Regions from separate parts of the Sus scrofa genome. Here region 2 is linked to region 1. A link is a contact called in public promoter capture Hi-C data. All regions are on one chromosome and are shown on one strand. Each heading gives the region's core, a stretch centred on a gene start, on an enhancer-like site or on the middle of the called end of the contact. The rest is flanking DNA. Distances are from core to core; before and after follow the strand shown. Region 1 holds the start of PQLC1 (PQ-loop repeat-containing protein 1). Region 2 holds the start of RBFA (putative ribosome-binding factor A, mitochondrial).

The links. Promoter capture Hi-C pulls out the DNA fragments that hold promoters and counts their contacts.
Region 2: a contact with region 1 is called in a promoter capture Hi-C map of fetal liver, with 2.6 times the contacts expected there. The contact joins the promoter of RBFA here to the promoter of PQLC1 in region 1. A contact is called at or near these places in 2 of 5 promoter capture datasets (fetal liver and liver), 2 of 47 Hi-C or Micro-C datasets (embryonic fibroblasts and liver) and 1 of 2 datasets of contacts at active chromatin or transcription factors (alveolar macrophages).

The regions. Positions count from the first base shown.
Region 1 is chr6:127,947,565-127,955,273 of Sscrofa11.1, forward strand. It overlaps PQLC1 (PQ-loop repeat-containing protein 1), which reads right to left and starts at 4,704. Exons shown (of 5, transcript XM_005660578.3): 1 at 4,595-4,704; 2 at 3,849-4,187. The coding sequence starts at 4,051.
Region 2 is chr6:128,025,429-128,033,137 of Sscrofa11.1, forward strand. RBFA (putative ribosome-binding factor A, mitochondrial) reads left to right here and starts at 4,969. Exons shown (of 7, transcript XM_001924525.4): 1 at 4,969-5,450. The coding sequence starts at 4,984. LOC100157017 reads left to right here. Exons shown (of 7, transcript XM_001924715.6): 7 at 2,003-2,531. The coding sequence ends at 2,159.

The sequences.
Region 1 (7,709 bases), core at 3,454-5,953:
ATTAGTAATTTTTAAAAGCTAGTTAAAATAGAAAGACGCCACTTTTTACTGATCAAATTAGTTAAACATCTTCTTCCTCTAATGCTAATAGTCTGTGCTGGCAGGGATGTCACAGAGCAAGTTTTTCTCTCCTGCCCTGAGAGCGTAGTTTGCACAGCCTCTTCTGCTACAAACAATGGGACAGCCCACAAGTCAAATGCAGGCCTGCTCTTCAGAGGAGCTGGTCCAAGGGTCTAAGCAGGTGCTCCACGATCCCAGCAAACATGTCTTGTTCCCAGGGGACACACACCAAGCTTGGGCATGAGTTTCCACAGGGAATACCTTCTCTGCATCTTCTAAGTAGCAGAGAAAAGCTCCAATGGAAGAGGAGCTGTGTACCTACTCCCCAGTGCCCTGACTGCCCTGAGTAGCAGGCTGTTACTACCTCTCGGATACATGTCACTACCTCTCCAAACAATGTCACATCTTTGACACAATGTTACCACATGTCTGATATAGTATTGCCCTGTCTCTGGGACAATGTTACCAATCTCTGACCAGATAGGGACCCGGCTTGAGATCTGTGAATGCAGGAGGCTCTGGGTCAGGAGACCCCGCCACACAGTCCAGACAGCCTAGCCTCCTACCCCCCACTTCTGCTTAACAAACTCTCCTGGCTTCTGCCACCACAAAGACCAAATCTGCACATCAGCATTTTGTATGATCTGCTGAATGCTGGTTCTGCAAATGTATGGTAAGAATCGTAAAAAATAAAGGTATTAGAGTTCCCTGAGTTTCAGAAACCCAGGGTTTGTACAGTGTGGTCAACTCCTCCTGCTGACCACTCTCACGCCTCACCCCAAGGCTTGCCAGGTGGACTGGAGTTCTGAGGACTGCATCCCCAGACGGCTTTGGGAAACGCAGTCTTCATTTCTTCTAACTCCACCACTTTTCTAGTGTAGATCCAGGTCCCATCTCACCCAGAGCCTATCACAGCCCCCAGTCTGTGCTCTCCCCTCCCCCACCACCCATAACGCATATAAGTGTGGCTGGTACATGCATGCAGCACTCCTGCTGAAGTGTTAACCCTGCAGCATCCAGCCCAATGCCTGGCTCATGGGAAACCCTCAAAAAGCTATTAAATCAGATGGGCTGTTAACCTATGAAGCCTGGAGGGGACCCGGGAGTAGGAGCTTCGGAACCTCCAGAGAAAGGAAGAAATGGGAGCATATGCATCACCCGAAGAGCAGTGGGACTGTGGAACCAGGGGGACAGGAAAGCATGTATTTGTTGCAAGTCAGAGATAGCACATCCCCAAGTCAGAGAGACCCTGGAGGAGAGACTAGTGCCCTCTGCCAGTCTTCCCTTCTTCCTATCCTATTCCTATCTTCTGGAATTCTGGCTGAAGGCAGCTCTGCAGGTTCACACTGTAGCCAGTGAACCCCTGAAGTGACCCAGGATAGCTCAGGAAGCTGACTCTATGGGAAAGGAGCAATCAGACATGCAGAAATAGACTCACAAGTGAACAAAGCACAGAATACACCAAAGACTCCCAAAGGCTCAGGACCTGCAGTGGAGACAGAGCTCACAGTCCAAATACCAGTAAAATCCAGAAGCACTGAGAGACAGCATCCAAGAAACTGGCTTAAGGAGTTCCCACTGTGGCAAAGTAGATTAAGTATCCAACTGCAGGAGTTCCTGTCATGGCTCAGTAGTTAACAAGCCCGATTAGGATCCATGAGAATGCAGGTTAAATTCCTGGCCCCTTTCAGTGGGTTAAGGATCTGGTGTTGCCGTGAGCTGTGGTATAGGTCACAGATGTGACTCAGATCTGGTGTTGCCATGGCTGTGGTATAGGTTGGCAGTTACAGCTCTGATTTGACATCTAGCCTGGGAATTTCCATATGCCACCGGTTCTGCCCCAAAAAAGACCAAAAAAAAAAAAAAAAAAAAAAAAAAAGAATCCAACTGCAGCAGCTCAGGTCACTGCAGAGGCGCAGGTTTGACAAAGCCTGGCACAGTGGGGTTAAAGGATCTGGTGTTGCCACAACTGCGGCATAGGATTCACCCCTGGCCCAGGAACTTCCATATGCCACAGGTATGGCTATAAAAGAAAAATTTAAAGAAAAAAAGAAATTGGCTTAATTTCTAATTTCTCCAAACTATATATTTAGATGTAGATTAGGTATTCTATTTTCTTTTTGCAATTCTGAATGATAAGTATACTGGGGGTGGGGAAGACTTCTGAAAGGAACTATTTTCCCATAAGGCAGTCCAACCTCAGGCAATCCTCCTCCACAGACTGGAGGAAACTTCCCACAGCCTAAAGGAAATCTGCTTCCCAACCTAACACTGTGAGCTCCCAGGAGTGGACCCCCAGTGTGCTCCCCACCCTCCAGAGTGCACACAAACCTAGGGGTGCTCAGGTTAATAGCAGTGTTACACACAATTACAGTTTGAGACCTGATGAGAAAAGGGAAGGGGCACGTCCTGAGGCAGCTGCTGACTGCTGCCCTCAGCCAAAGGGAAAGGAGGAATCTTCAAAATGCAGTTTTTTAACTTATGGTAAACAAAAATGAGCACCATCTGACCCCTTTTTCAGAAGTACAGGCCCAGAGCCAAAGCTCAGCGTGACATATTCTCCCAGGAGGAGGGTCGACTCACCAGCTCACCTTTGAAAACCCCAAAAGGAGCAAAAACAAGGTGAAAGTGACCACAGGCTGCCAGGGGCCAGGCAGACAGAAGGTGAAGGAGCTAGAGGGCTTTTGGACTCAGGGGACTCACCTCCTGATAACCACAGAGGGAATAGCTGCCAAAACTCCTCAAACTGCACACTTGCAATGGGTGATTTCATTTCATATAAATCATACCTCAGAGTAAGGTGGACTTCAAAATCAATTAGCAAAAAAGGCAGATTACTCCAATAGTGACCAAAAGGTCAAAAGGAAGAGCCAGAAGCAGCACTCTGGACACTAGCTGCCCTAGCCCTTGTCCCTCCTCTTACCCAGGCAGCCCTCACTGTCTGTGCTGATAGAGGGACCTGGAACCATTTGGCAAGAAGGAAAGTTGAAAACTTCTTTGGCCTTAGAACGAGGCTACAAGACCTCTGAAAACACACCCTCTCAATCATGTCTGGCTTCAACAGCTGTTAAAATTAACTTTGAGTTCCTTACCAGAATGCAGATGATAAGAGGAAGTAGAACTGGGAGGAGCAGGAAAAAATAGTCTCTTAAGTATTACCCAGAAAAATTGACTTACTATTTAAAAAACAAACAAACAGGAGCTCCCACTGTGGTGCAATGGGACCCGCAGCATCTTGGGAGCACTGGGACATGGGTTCAATCCTCGCCCTGTACAGTGGGTTAAGGAACCAGCGTCGTCACATCTGTGGCTTAGTTCGAGGCCACCATTTGGATCTGATACCTGGCCTGGGAGCTCTACATGCCCTGGGGCAGCCAAACAAAAAACCTACATACCCAACAGGGGAGGCTGGTAGTGACGCCCTCCAAGGCAGCCTGGAGGGGACAGGTTAGTCCTTCCTATGCTGATCACCTTCCCTTACTGTCACTTCGTTTTCTCTCCCCCACCCCCATCCCCGCCCAGCACCTCCCCAAGGCAGGGGTCCAGGCCTAGGGGGAAGCCCCACAGAGAAGGCCCTGGGGGAGAATCTGATGAATGCCTGAGCCACAGAAAATGAAGACACAGATCTGAGATTGTTTCAGATGCTCCGCTCCAATCCACCATTTTTCTCCGTCCATTTCACCAGCTCCTTCTTAGGAAGTACAGACAATCCCACCTCCCTCGCCTCACTCCGAGGAGAAAGTCACCTCTCTGGGCGCACTACCACAGTAAGAAAGCCCCCAACTTACCAGAAGAGTATCCGTAAAATATTGGCCACCAAGAGCACCAGACACACGTAGGTAGAGAATCCCTCCGCATTCTGAGTCCTCCGGATGTCCCTATACTGCGGAATGTAAGGGACCACCCCGCCGAAGACCATGGCCGCGGCGGCCCCCCAGGAAACCAGCTGCTGCAGCGGGACCAAAAGCCAATCCAAGCCTTCTGCTTCCATCTCGAACGCCTGTGTGGCCCTGCGGGCAGGCTGCCGTCCACCTGGCCCAAGTCCCTCAGCGCTCACGGGCTCCTGGCATGCGCCCTGTCACCCCCACACGCCGCCGCCATCCCGGGCAATCCTGCACCGTGGGAGCCTGGCAAAAGAAGAAACCGGGTAAAGGACTCGGAAAGGGCCTCAAGGCCGGGTGAGGGCCGCACTCGGCAAGGATGGCCCCGAGGCCCAGGAAGCGCCCTGGGCGCACCTCTGAAGCACGACCCCCTCCTCGGACACGCGTGACTCCGGGAGCCCTCGGCGCGCACACCCGCCTACGCTGGGAAAACAGAGGCGCGGGGCGCACCGCCCAGCGTTGGGGCTCGGTTCTGAGAGAGCGGGTAGCGCAGCCTAGGGATGGAGGATGGGGGAAAGGGGCAAGGGGGCGCACACTGCCCGGGAGTCCGGCCCGAAGTGGAGGTTCAGTCCGGGGGCCGTCCGCCCCCCACGCAGGACGAACCCAGCGCGGCGCCCGCGTCCACGCGCTCGGCGCACCCCGCCAAGCCTCACCCGAACGGTCCGCTCCAGGCGGTCAGTCCTCCGTCTGTCTGTCAGTCAGAGTGCCAGACCGCTCCTCGACGTGACGTCATAATACGTGGCTCCGCCCACGCCGGGCGGCCGGACAGGCGCCCCTGGGTCCTAGAGCGCGCCGGTGGGAATGCCCGTAGGGCAGGATGAGGTTGGGGCCTGAGGTCTTGGCGGGGGCACTACACCCGCCCAGTGGGTGTTGCTCCGCTGGCCCACGTGGCTGGGGTTAGGAAATACTTTCCTGTCAGGGTCGATACTTCTGGGCCAGGTGCCCACGTGGACCCGGGGCCACCTGTCCCGTGGCTAATAGCTGTGTAGACGCTGCACCCAGCCCAGGAGAACGACGGACCGCCCTCGGGGTCAGCGCGAGGCCTGGGGACGCTCCATTCTTGGGAAACAGGGCGGGTCTGAGCGCCCCGGTGGTCCTTCCATCATTCTTCCTCTGACCAGGTCCTTGGGTCCCATCCTGACCCTGAGGATAAGAGGAGCAGAGTTGACAAGTTTGCGGAGGGTGTTTAGGCTAGGCTAGTAGGGCCAGGAGGGCGATTCCTCTGGAGAAACAAAAGCCCACCCCGCAGCCTGAAGCCCTTAGGATGGACTCACTGCTGGCCTCCAGTCCCACCCCTTGCCTTGGTGCTGAGCCCCCTGCCAATGCCATGAGTGAAAGTGCCTGGCTCCCTGGGTCTCCTCCCCACCCTCTTTGCTCAACCTCACCTGCTGGCTAGGTGCAAATAAGGTAGAGCAGTGAGCTCCACTAGGAGGTGGCCCAGTTCCTGGCTAAATGGAACTGACCCAGACCCCTGCCTTCAGGCCTTGGACTATAACATCAGTGAGAAGGTAACTGGGCTCGACCCCTGGAACAGGGATGTTCATTACAAAGGAGCATTACTTCCCCCAACACACACACTCCAATCATGAAAAATCCGCAAGATCAGCAACACTAACCTAACAACACTCCACCATACACATACCCCCACACTGATGACCCCTAACAACCCACATCAGCCATTTCTAACTTTCCAAATCGACACCTATGTTGTTCCCTAGTAGTGGAACCACTGCACACCCAGCCGGGTTGCCACTCAGCCCAACATGGGGCAGACGGTAGACAAAAATGGCGCCTTTCGATAAGACTGCATTAAATGAAAGCATAGCATCTCCACACCTGTTTCATAAGCAATGGTGCTTAATGTGCAGAACACCTGCAGAGACCACAGAACTGTGCTTCAGCCCTGAACCCACTGCATGCCCCATCTCTGCAGGCCTTGGAACAGGCCATCTAACCTTCTGGGTCTTCTCTGGACTCTGTTGGACTCAGGTCAGGTGCTGAAACATATCCTTTGAAGATCAAGGATATGACCACCTTTCCAACCCCTGCCTCTCTGCCTTCCAGAGCTTCATGTCTGGGGGGACCCCTGCTCGGCCTTTGGGCAGGAGTGTCCATGTAGCCAATGGATTGCTGAGACCTCCCACAAGCACATTGTCGCCTTTGTAGAACTGAAATGGCAAAATCACAAAAGTAAGATGAAAGGACAACAAAGAGGAGAAAAAAAAAATTTTTTTTAAGCAAGAAAGGGGAAGTTCCCTTGTGGCACTGCGAGTAAGGATCCAGCATTGCCAACATATATAAACTGTAGGTTGCAACTGCAGCAAGGGTTTGATCCCTGGCTTGAGAACTTCCACATGCCACAGAGGCAGCCAAAACAAAACAAACAGGAAAGGAAAGCTGCACACCCTGAGAGTTTTCCTGCTCCTCCTGGTTATGAGGCTGCATGTTCTTCCCTGGTGAGAAGGAGCTGCCAGGGCCCCAGGGCAGCCCAGGCAGAGCACCCCTCCCCAAACCAGTGAAGAGAACCATAAGCAGAAATGCAAACTCCACCTGCAATACAATCAGGAGAAAGCAGAAACTCCAAACAACCAAACAGGTGGGAAGGCCACCTGAGCAAAGTTGAGCTGAGGGAGCCCAGAGCCAGGAGCCACCTGCTTCAGGCCCCCTTGAGAGGAAATGGTTAGTTGGAGCTTCTTCCCTCCTACCCCCTTTTCCCTTCACGAGGACTGGTGTGACTAAATTTTGTGAGTCACCAGCCAGGAGCTGCCACAGGTCTGAGCCTGGTTTGCAGGAAGTGCCTAGCACTTGCAACACTCACTGCCTTGTTGGGAATTGATTGATTGCTTTGCCACTTTTTTCTGGGAACTTAACTTTCCAGAAAGTGTGGAAGACGTCAGTGACAGAACAGCAGAGTGTCCAAACATTTTTAAATATCTTCAGGGAATTCCTGTTGTGGCACAGCAGTAACAAACCCAACTAGTATCCATAAGGACGTAGGCTCCATCCCTGGCCTCACTCAGTAAGTTAAGGATCTAGCATTGCTGGGAGCTGTGGTGTAGGTCCCAAACGCAGATCCCACTTGCTGTGGCTGTGGTGTAGGCCAGCAGCTGCAGCTCCAATTCAGCCCTGACCTGGAAACTTCCATATGCCACAGGTGGGGCCCAAATGAATTAAAAAACAAATAATAAATAACAACTTCATATATAACTACATATATAACATTTAATTTATCCATTCATTTGTCCATCTACAGACCCTTGGGTTGCTTCCTCCTTTTGGCTATTGGGAATAACACTGCTATAAACATGGTGTACAAATATTTGTTCAAGTAACCGTTTTCACTTCTTTGTGGTTTATACCCAGAAGTGGAATTGATTCATATGGTAAATCTGTGTTCGATTTTTGGAAGAGTTGCTGTACCATACTTATTCTCGCACTTCTGAGGAGGGGACTAGGCTTCAGACTGCTGGGAGGCCCCAAGGCTTGCCCCCCACCCCCCAGGGTAGTCCTGCACCATCTCCATCAGTTCCACCTGGGAGACCCCTCATCCACCTAGCCCTCCTGCCACACTCTGGAATGGGGCCTGGGCCTTTGTTTTCACAGGGGAATCCAATTCTGAAGCAGCCTGCTATGTACATCAGATGCTAATCATCCTGGTCAGACTGTTGAATCTTGAACTGAAAGATAACCTCAGGCTGGTGGGCGGCCTCCCAGAAACCCTTCTGGAGAAGAGGGAAGCAGTACAGGTGGAGACAGGCCAGGGCCTCC
Region 2 (7,709 bases), core at 3,719-6,218, 78 kb after region 1:
TAATGATCTACTAGACTCACAGAACTCAGAAAAACTTTTATACTCACAATTATAGTTGATTACAGTGAAAGGATATAGTTAAAAACCAACCAAGGCAGAAAATTTATAGGGTGAAGTCCCGGAGAACCAGACTTGAACTTGCAGTTGTCCTCCCAGGGCTGTGTGTGGACAGTACTTACTACTTCCAAAAGTGACATGAGACACGTACATATTTCCAACCAGGACGCTCACCCAAGCCTTGGTATGGAGGGGTCTGTCATGTAGGCATGGAGTGCCCACACACCTGACCTTGGCTTCTTAGGCTCCAGCCCCTGCAGAGGTCACACTGATACAGATTGGCCCAGAGGTCCAGGCAAACAAAAATAGGCATTCACACAAATGACATCACCAGCATAAACTATCTGGCTTTGCTCAAGGCCCCAAGTGTAAGAAGACACTCTGATTAGGCAGTACCTCTCATGGGTTCACAGCTTATCTCCCAGAGGTGAGTCCTATCTATGAAATGTGCAAAGTTCAAGAACTCCTGTCTGTTGAATTAATTCTTCACTACACAGGGCTACCCCCTGGCCCTTGGCCTAGGCTGTCCAATAGCAAAATGATCGTATTTATTGGAGCATCGACATTTATTATACAGTATTTATATGACAGATACAGCACTAGTGTCAGTATGACTATGCCTAACATTTGGAGGGGAGAGTGGGGCAGGGCTCTATTTAAAGAAACAAGTAACCCATTGTATGTCTGTACTAGTTTGGTGACTTGTTCCCCCCAGCCCCTGATCTACCACAATTTGTACCTTATGAGGAGCTGGTATAGCACTATTTAGTATATAAATTAGCTGAGATTTAGCTAAATCCGGTTTTTCCTTAGGCCAATCATTTCCCATTGATCAACATGAGTACTATCATATGACTTGACATGAGGTACTTAAATCGTACCAACAATGCCAGTGTTACACCATATTGCAATATGGTCATGGTATAATGCAGTTTCACTACATAAAAAATCAATAAGAATTACAGAGGTATTTGTCATGCCTTCCCCACAGAAGTGTCTCTTCCCTCTACACTGGATCTTGTAATGGGCAGGTACTGGTACAGTTGGCCATGATTCAGTTCTTTCTGGATTCTAAGTCAGTTGGGACAAAGCCAGTCACTTTGTCTCAGTTCACATCCTTGTACTGAGACTGTTTTCTATTATGTGCTATTAAGCAGTAGGGCCCACGTTCTTATGGAAAGCATGAGTGTTTTTCAGGATAATTCCCATCCTACTAACTTAACTGTACCATAGGATTACTTACTTCAATCAGTTCTGGAGGTAAGGGCAGTTGTAGCGCATTGATATAAATTACAGATGCCCCCAGAGAACTTCTATAGCTTTGGGGGGATCTATAAGATTCCCAAAGGTGTGCCTCCTGAGCCTCAGTAGCTAGGATGGGGGATCCTTGTCACATGGCCACTTTGTCCTCTGTATTAAAATGGTCAGGAGGCCCTACTGGGCCAGGTGACAGCACTTTCCTAATACTGGGTTCTAGTATTATCCATTATTATGTTTGAGCCTCCCTGACCCACTTCACTAAAATCTCATTATCTTTCCAGGCTAACTCCCAACCTTTGCCTTCTTCCCAGAAGAGAGCTCCCTCTAACCTGCTAATTCTAGTTAATAAATCTCTTCCTTCTGAATGCCACTCCCATTAAAGGCACATTCAGCTTGTCCCACGCTGCCTAGATCAGTATCTGTCTCCCCAAGGTCCTTTCTTGTGTGTGGGTCAGTGTCATTTAATCCACCTTGCATGTTGTGCCATTGTGTACTAGTGGCCAGTTAGGATGTGTGTTTTACATCCAGAAATATGGGTCACCTGTACCAGGGTTAGAAAAGCAGTGGTCATATCTGGGAGTTAGGTAGAGTCTTCCCCATCTCAGGGTGGAGAGTGAAACCAGAATGTGAAGTTAAGGAGATGAAATGACTCAGGATAGTTTACCTCAATGAATCTGTTTTTCAGAGATCATCCTTTGTTAGAGTTGAAGAACGTCACTCTGACACCTCACATTGGAAGTGCAACCCATCAAGCAAGACGACAGATGATGGAAAATTTGGTTGAAAGCATCCTGGCTTCTCTCAGTGGCCTTCCTATTCCTAATGAAGTGCTACTTAAATGATTTCTGTGGGTTGGAAATTCAGTGGGATGATAACATGACAGATTTAATGGCGGGAAAATAAGTATTTTGTGCACTTTATGTTGCAGTTCATTATATAGATTGGATTAATACTACTTACATGGAAAACTTAAAGAATAGTAATAATAGTTACCACTTGTTGACAGTTTGCTAAATTCATTCCTTCCATTCTCACTTCATCTTCAAGGAAGCTGTATGAGGAAGTTCTGTTATCATTTATAATGAAACAGCAGAGAGGATTACTTGCCTAATTTCCAAAAACCTGCACTAGGTCTGTGGATTGCTTGGTGAGCTATGTTGCTTTCAATCCTGATAAATTTTGATTGTTTATTGGATTACATAGTCCCTCTGATACTCTATCACTATTCATTTGTTTTTATTTTTATCTTTTTAGGGGCACACCTGCAGCATATGGAAGTTCCCAGGCTAGGGGGTCTAATTGGAGATACACAACAACTCAGGATCCGAGCCACCTCTGCAGCCTACACCACAGCTCATGGCAATGTTGGATCCTTAACCCACTGAGTGCAGGGATTGAACCCACATGCTCATGGATACAAATCAGGCTCATTACCACTGAGTCACAGTGGGAACTTCCTCATTTGTCTTTTTTTAAAAAAAGAATTACTGAGCACTTTCTATGTGCCAAGTCCTGTTCTAAGTGCTAGCGTTACTAATCAGGGTTCTTGGCCTCCTTAATCAATGGAAATTGATAAAAGGCTAGATGAGAAATTCAGGCACAGCTTTATTGGGATTTGTGCTAACACTTGCTAGCTCCCTGAGGGGAGGGGGTTGGGTGAGCTGGTCTCTTATATGGGGTGAGGGTAGGTGGGAGTCCAGGGGTCAGGCTGGAGGAGTGGCTTGGGTAGTTGGCCTTGGGTGGTCTGTTCTTGGTGGTGCTGTGTGCAGGATGCATGCCCAGGATTCTGCTTTTACTCCCAGTCCTTCAGAAGTGGCAGTTGAGATTTTGGTCTTTCTGTTTTTTTTTTCATAATATGTCCCAACTGGGCCTGCATGCAATTACTTTTATTCTATAGTTTCTTTGTATTTTGTTGCTGGAGATGTTTGTCCAAATGCAGGCACTACAGCAAGGGGGCTCCAGTTCTCCATTCTAGTCTGTCTCACCTAGGCTGCTGTAGGAAAGAAAGCCCTTGCCTCAAGGGGTTTCCTTATTAGTAAAGAAGAGGAAGAGGTAGTTCTGTGAGGCAGTGGCAAGCATGGTGAAACAAGCAGGGAAAGAGTGCCTGGTATGGAATTATCAGGAATGATCAAGAGGGTCTGAGGTGAATGTACCTCCTTTCTGGAGTGGTTTGGAAGCTCTTATCTTTCTCCAGGTAGACTGGTGAGTAGATATTGCACAACATGAGCAAAAGAATTGGTAGCAAATCCACTCTTGGGCACATATCTGGACAAAACATTCCTTGAAAAAGACATGCACCTGTACACTGCAGCACTGATCACAATAGCCAAGACATGGAGACAACCTAAATGTCCATCCACAGATGAATGGATAGAAGATGCAGTTTATATACACAATGGACTAATACTCAGCCATAAAAAACAAAATGCCACTTGCAGCAACATGGATGGAACTGGAAACTCTCATACTAAGTGAAGTAAGTCAGAAAGAGAAAGACAGGAGTTCCTGTCGTGGCACAGTGGTTAATGAACCCGACTAGGAACCATGAGGTTGCGGGTTCAATCCCTGGCCTTGCTCAGTGGATTAAGGATCCGGCATTGCTGTGAGCTGTGGTGTAGGTCACAGACGCAGTTCAGATCTCACATTGCTGTGGCTGTGGTGTAGGCCGGCCTCTACAGCTCTGATTAGACCCCTAGCCTGGGACCCTCCATATGCTGCGGTGCACCCCTAGAAAAGACAAAAAAAAAAAAAAAAGAAAGACAAATATCATATGGTATCATTTATATCTGGAATCTAATATACTGCACAAATGAACCTTTCCACAGAAACTCATGGACATGGAGAACAGACTTGTGGTTGCCAAGAGGGAGGGGGAGGGATTGGGATGGACTGGGAATTTGGGGTTAATTGATGCAAACTATTGCCTTTGGAATGCATAAGCAATGAGATCCTGCTGTATAGCACTGGGAAGTAAGTACATCTAGTCACTTATGATGGAACATGATGATGTGACAAAAAGAATGTATGTATGTATGTGTGACTGGGTCGCCTTGCTGTATAGTAGAAAATTGACAGAACACCGTAAATCAGCTATGGTGGGGAAAATAAAAATTATTTAAAAAAAAGAATTGGCAGTATAAAGAGGAAGAAACTTCAGTCCTTCCCAGTTGTGCAGGGAGTAGGGGTTCTGCTCTAGAAGGGCCGCATTTCATCTAAACTACCCAGTGACGACCTCGCATCTCGCTGCTCCAACATGTTGTGGCCAGAGAGTTGAAATGCACCCTTCTCTGTTAGCTTTGTGTATTTACAAAAAGTGTATTCCCCACTCAGCAGTCTCCGCACTGGGCGGCATGTGTGCTTCCCAAAAACCGAGTTCCCCCCCCCCCTCATCTTGCCCTCTGCCACCTTACGATGAGCCCCTCGCCTAAGAAAGAACCGCGGGGACGTGGCCCGCCCACCCCACGCTCACATCATCAGATCCCGCTCCTCCTGGTCACCGGCTCTACTACACTACCCCATGTGCCATCTGACCCCGCCCACAGGCGTCCCGTTGGGCCCGCCCCACCCACACGGCCCCGCCTACTGCTCCACCTTCTCCGCGCCCAGCGGCCCACCATCCACGCTTAGTCCCGGCCCTCCCCGCACGTGGCTCCGCCCCGCCGCTCCATGTCCAGCCTACCTGCTCTCCAGACCCCGCCTCGTCTTCTCGTCCCGCCTACAGTCCCGCCTGTGTCTCCCCGCACGCACGTTGCTTCGCCCTACAACGCCCCAAGCCATCTCGTGTGGTTCCGCTTGTTCGTATTCCCACAGCGTCCCAGGTCCGCTTGTGCCTCCCCGGCCCATGTCACCCCTGCCCCCTCCCCCTCCCCCCTCCATGTCGCCCCTCCTCACGTCACTCACGCGACTGTCGCCGCGCACACGTCGCTCCGTCAACGTCGCCCCCGCTACACGTCTGTCCGCTGCACGTTGTCCCGCCCACGTTCCAGGGTCGGCAGTCGGGCTGAGGACATGTGGGCGACGCTCAGGGGGCTGGGGGTCCCACACGCTAGGCTCCTGGGCGGCGCCCAAGGCCTGCACACCTCGCCAGTGTCCTATGGCAAGAACCTGCTTAAGAAATTTGCTTCGAAAACCAAGTAATGCTCCCTGAGTGGGCGGGACGGTGGCCCCGGGATGGGGGTGGGGGTGCCCTGCAATGGGCGGGGGTACGGCACGGGGTCTACTGCTTGGGCGTTAGCTTGAGTCCCAGCCGGATCCGTAAGCTCAGCCTTTGCTTGATAGGTTAATGGCTGTTGAAAGATCATCAGTTATTCCAGCCCTAACGTTTGCAGTTTTTCCCACTCAGCTTTCTGTTTTCTACGCAGTTGTTTTGATAAAGTGGTGAGTCTCCTAAAGGCTAGCAGTAAACCATGAACTTATGAAGCAACGTGATATACACTTTTACAGTCCTCCCAGGCTCCGAGCTTCCACATTCAAGATTCACCCAACCTTGGGTTGAAAAAATTACAGCAAGTGCTGAAAAGCAAAATCTAAATTTGCCTGCACTGGCAACTATTTACATAGCGTTTACATTGTATTAGGTATCATAAGTAACCTAGAGAGATTTAATCTGCAGGGGAGGGTGTGCGGAGGTTATGTGCATATTCTGCTTGTTGAGCATCCTCGAATTGGGTTTTTTTTTTTTTTTTTTTTGGTTTGTTTTTTGCTTTTTATTTTTTTTTGCTTCTTAGGGCCACACTTGCAGCAAATGGAAGTTCCTAGGCTAGGGGTCAAATCAGAGCTACAGCTGCTGGCTTGCATGCAGCACAGCAACGCAAGATCTGAGCTGTGTTTGGGACCTCATGGCAATGCTGGATCCTTAACCCACTGAGCGAGACCAGGGATCGAACCTGTGTCCTCTTGGATACTATTGGGTTACTTACTGCTGAGGCACAATAGGAACTTCCAAACTGTTCCTGTTTTTGATGACCAGTTTGAGGAGTACTGGTTAGATATTTTGTAGGATGCCCCTTTGTTGGGATTTGCGTTATCTTTTTCTCATGATTTTACTGGAATTACTGATTTTAGGGAGTAAGACCACAGATGAAAAGTGCCGTTTTCATCATAACATGTCAACACATACATACTGTCGACATGGTTTATCACTGTTGACAATAGTCTTGATCACTGACTGAGGTCATTTGTGTGTGTCAGGCTTATCTACTGTAATGTCAGCCTCCCACCATTCCATACTGGCTTGGACGGAAAGTCACATGTGCAGTCCCCGCTAGAGGAGTAGGAGTCATGCTCATGAATTAGCAGCAGTTCTGCACAGGAGATGTGGCTCTTCTCCCTTTACTAGTTAACTCATCAGTATGAACTTAGGGGTTATATATAACCCAGTACTACTTAATTTTGCTCCAATTGTTTTGGCTTTGACCCTTGGGAGCTCTTTCAGATACCTTATATATTCCTTTGGGATTTTGAAAGTAAATAATTTCTTTATCACTTTCTTACTTTCTGGCACTATAGGATGCTTCAGCCCTAGAACCAACCATTTCCCCTAGGAGCTCTGATTCCTTTTATTGAAGAGTGACGTCAGAACCGTGTGACCTAGAGTTCCTGTCGTGGCTCAGCGGTTAAGGAACCTGACTGGCATCCATGAGGACGTAGGTTCTATCCCCGGCCTCGCTCAGTGGGTTAAAGATCTGGCATTGCCATGAACTGTGGTGTAAGTCACAGACGTGGCTTGGATCCCACATTGCTGTGGCCCCGGTGTAGGCTGACTGCTACAGGTCCGATTGGGTCCCTAGCCTGGGACCGTCCATATGCCATGGGTGCAGCCCTAAAAAGAGAGAAAAAAAAGAAAAGAAAAGAAAGAAACCTTGACCTGAGAGCTTAGTATGTTCATTGCTACTGACATATCTCTCTTTTAGGCCTTTTCAGCTGACAGAGTGAAAAAAATATGTGCTTATGTTAACCCGTGTATATATGTGCTTATCTATAAATGTTTCTGCATGTCATTATCACCTGTAGCTGTAATAAGAGAAACAAGTTCATACTGATCTCCACTTCTAATCCATTGGCACACAGATCATTTTTGCTTCTTTCCTTTGCTTGTCTGCAACAATGAGGAGCCTGGTTGGTCTCCCATCTGCTTTCTATTTATTAGTGTTCAATCTTTTTTTTTTTTTTTTTTTTTTTTTTTTTTTTTTTTTGGCTTCCTTAGGCTGCACGCTCGGCATATGGAAGCTCACAGGCCAGGGGTCAAATCGGAGCTTCAGCTTCTGGCCTGCACCACAGCCATAACAACATAGGATCCAAGCTGCGTCTGTGACCTATACCGCAGCTCACAGAAACGTACTAAGCGAGGCCAGGGATCTAACCCACATCCTCATGGATACTAGTCAGTTTCT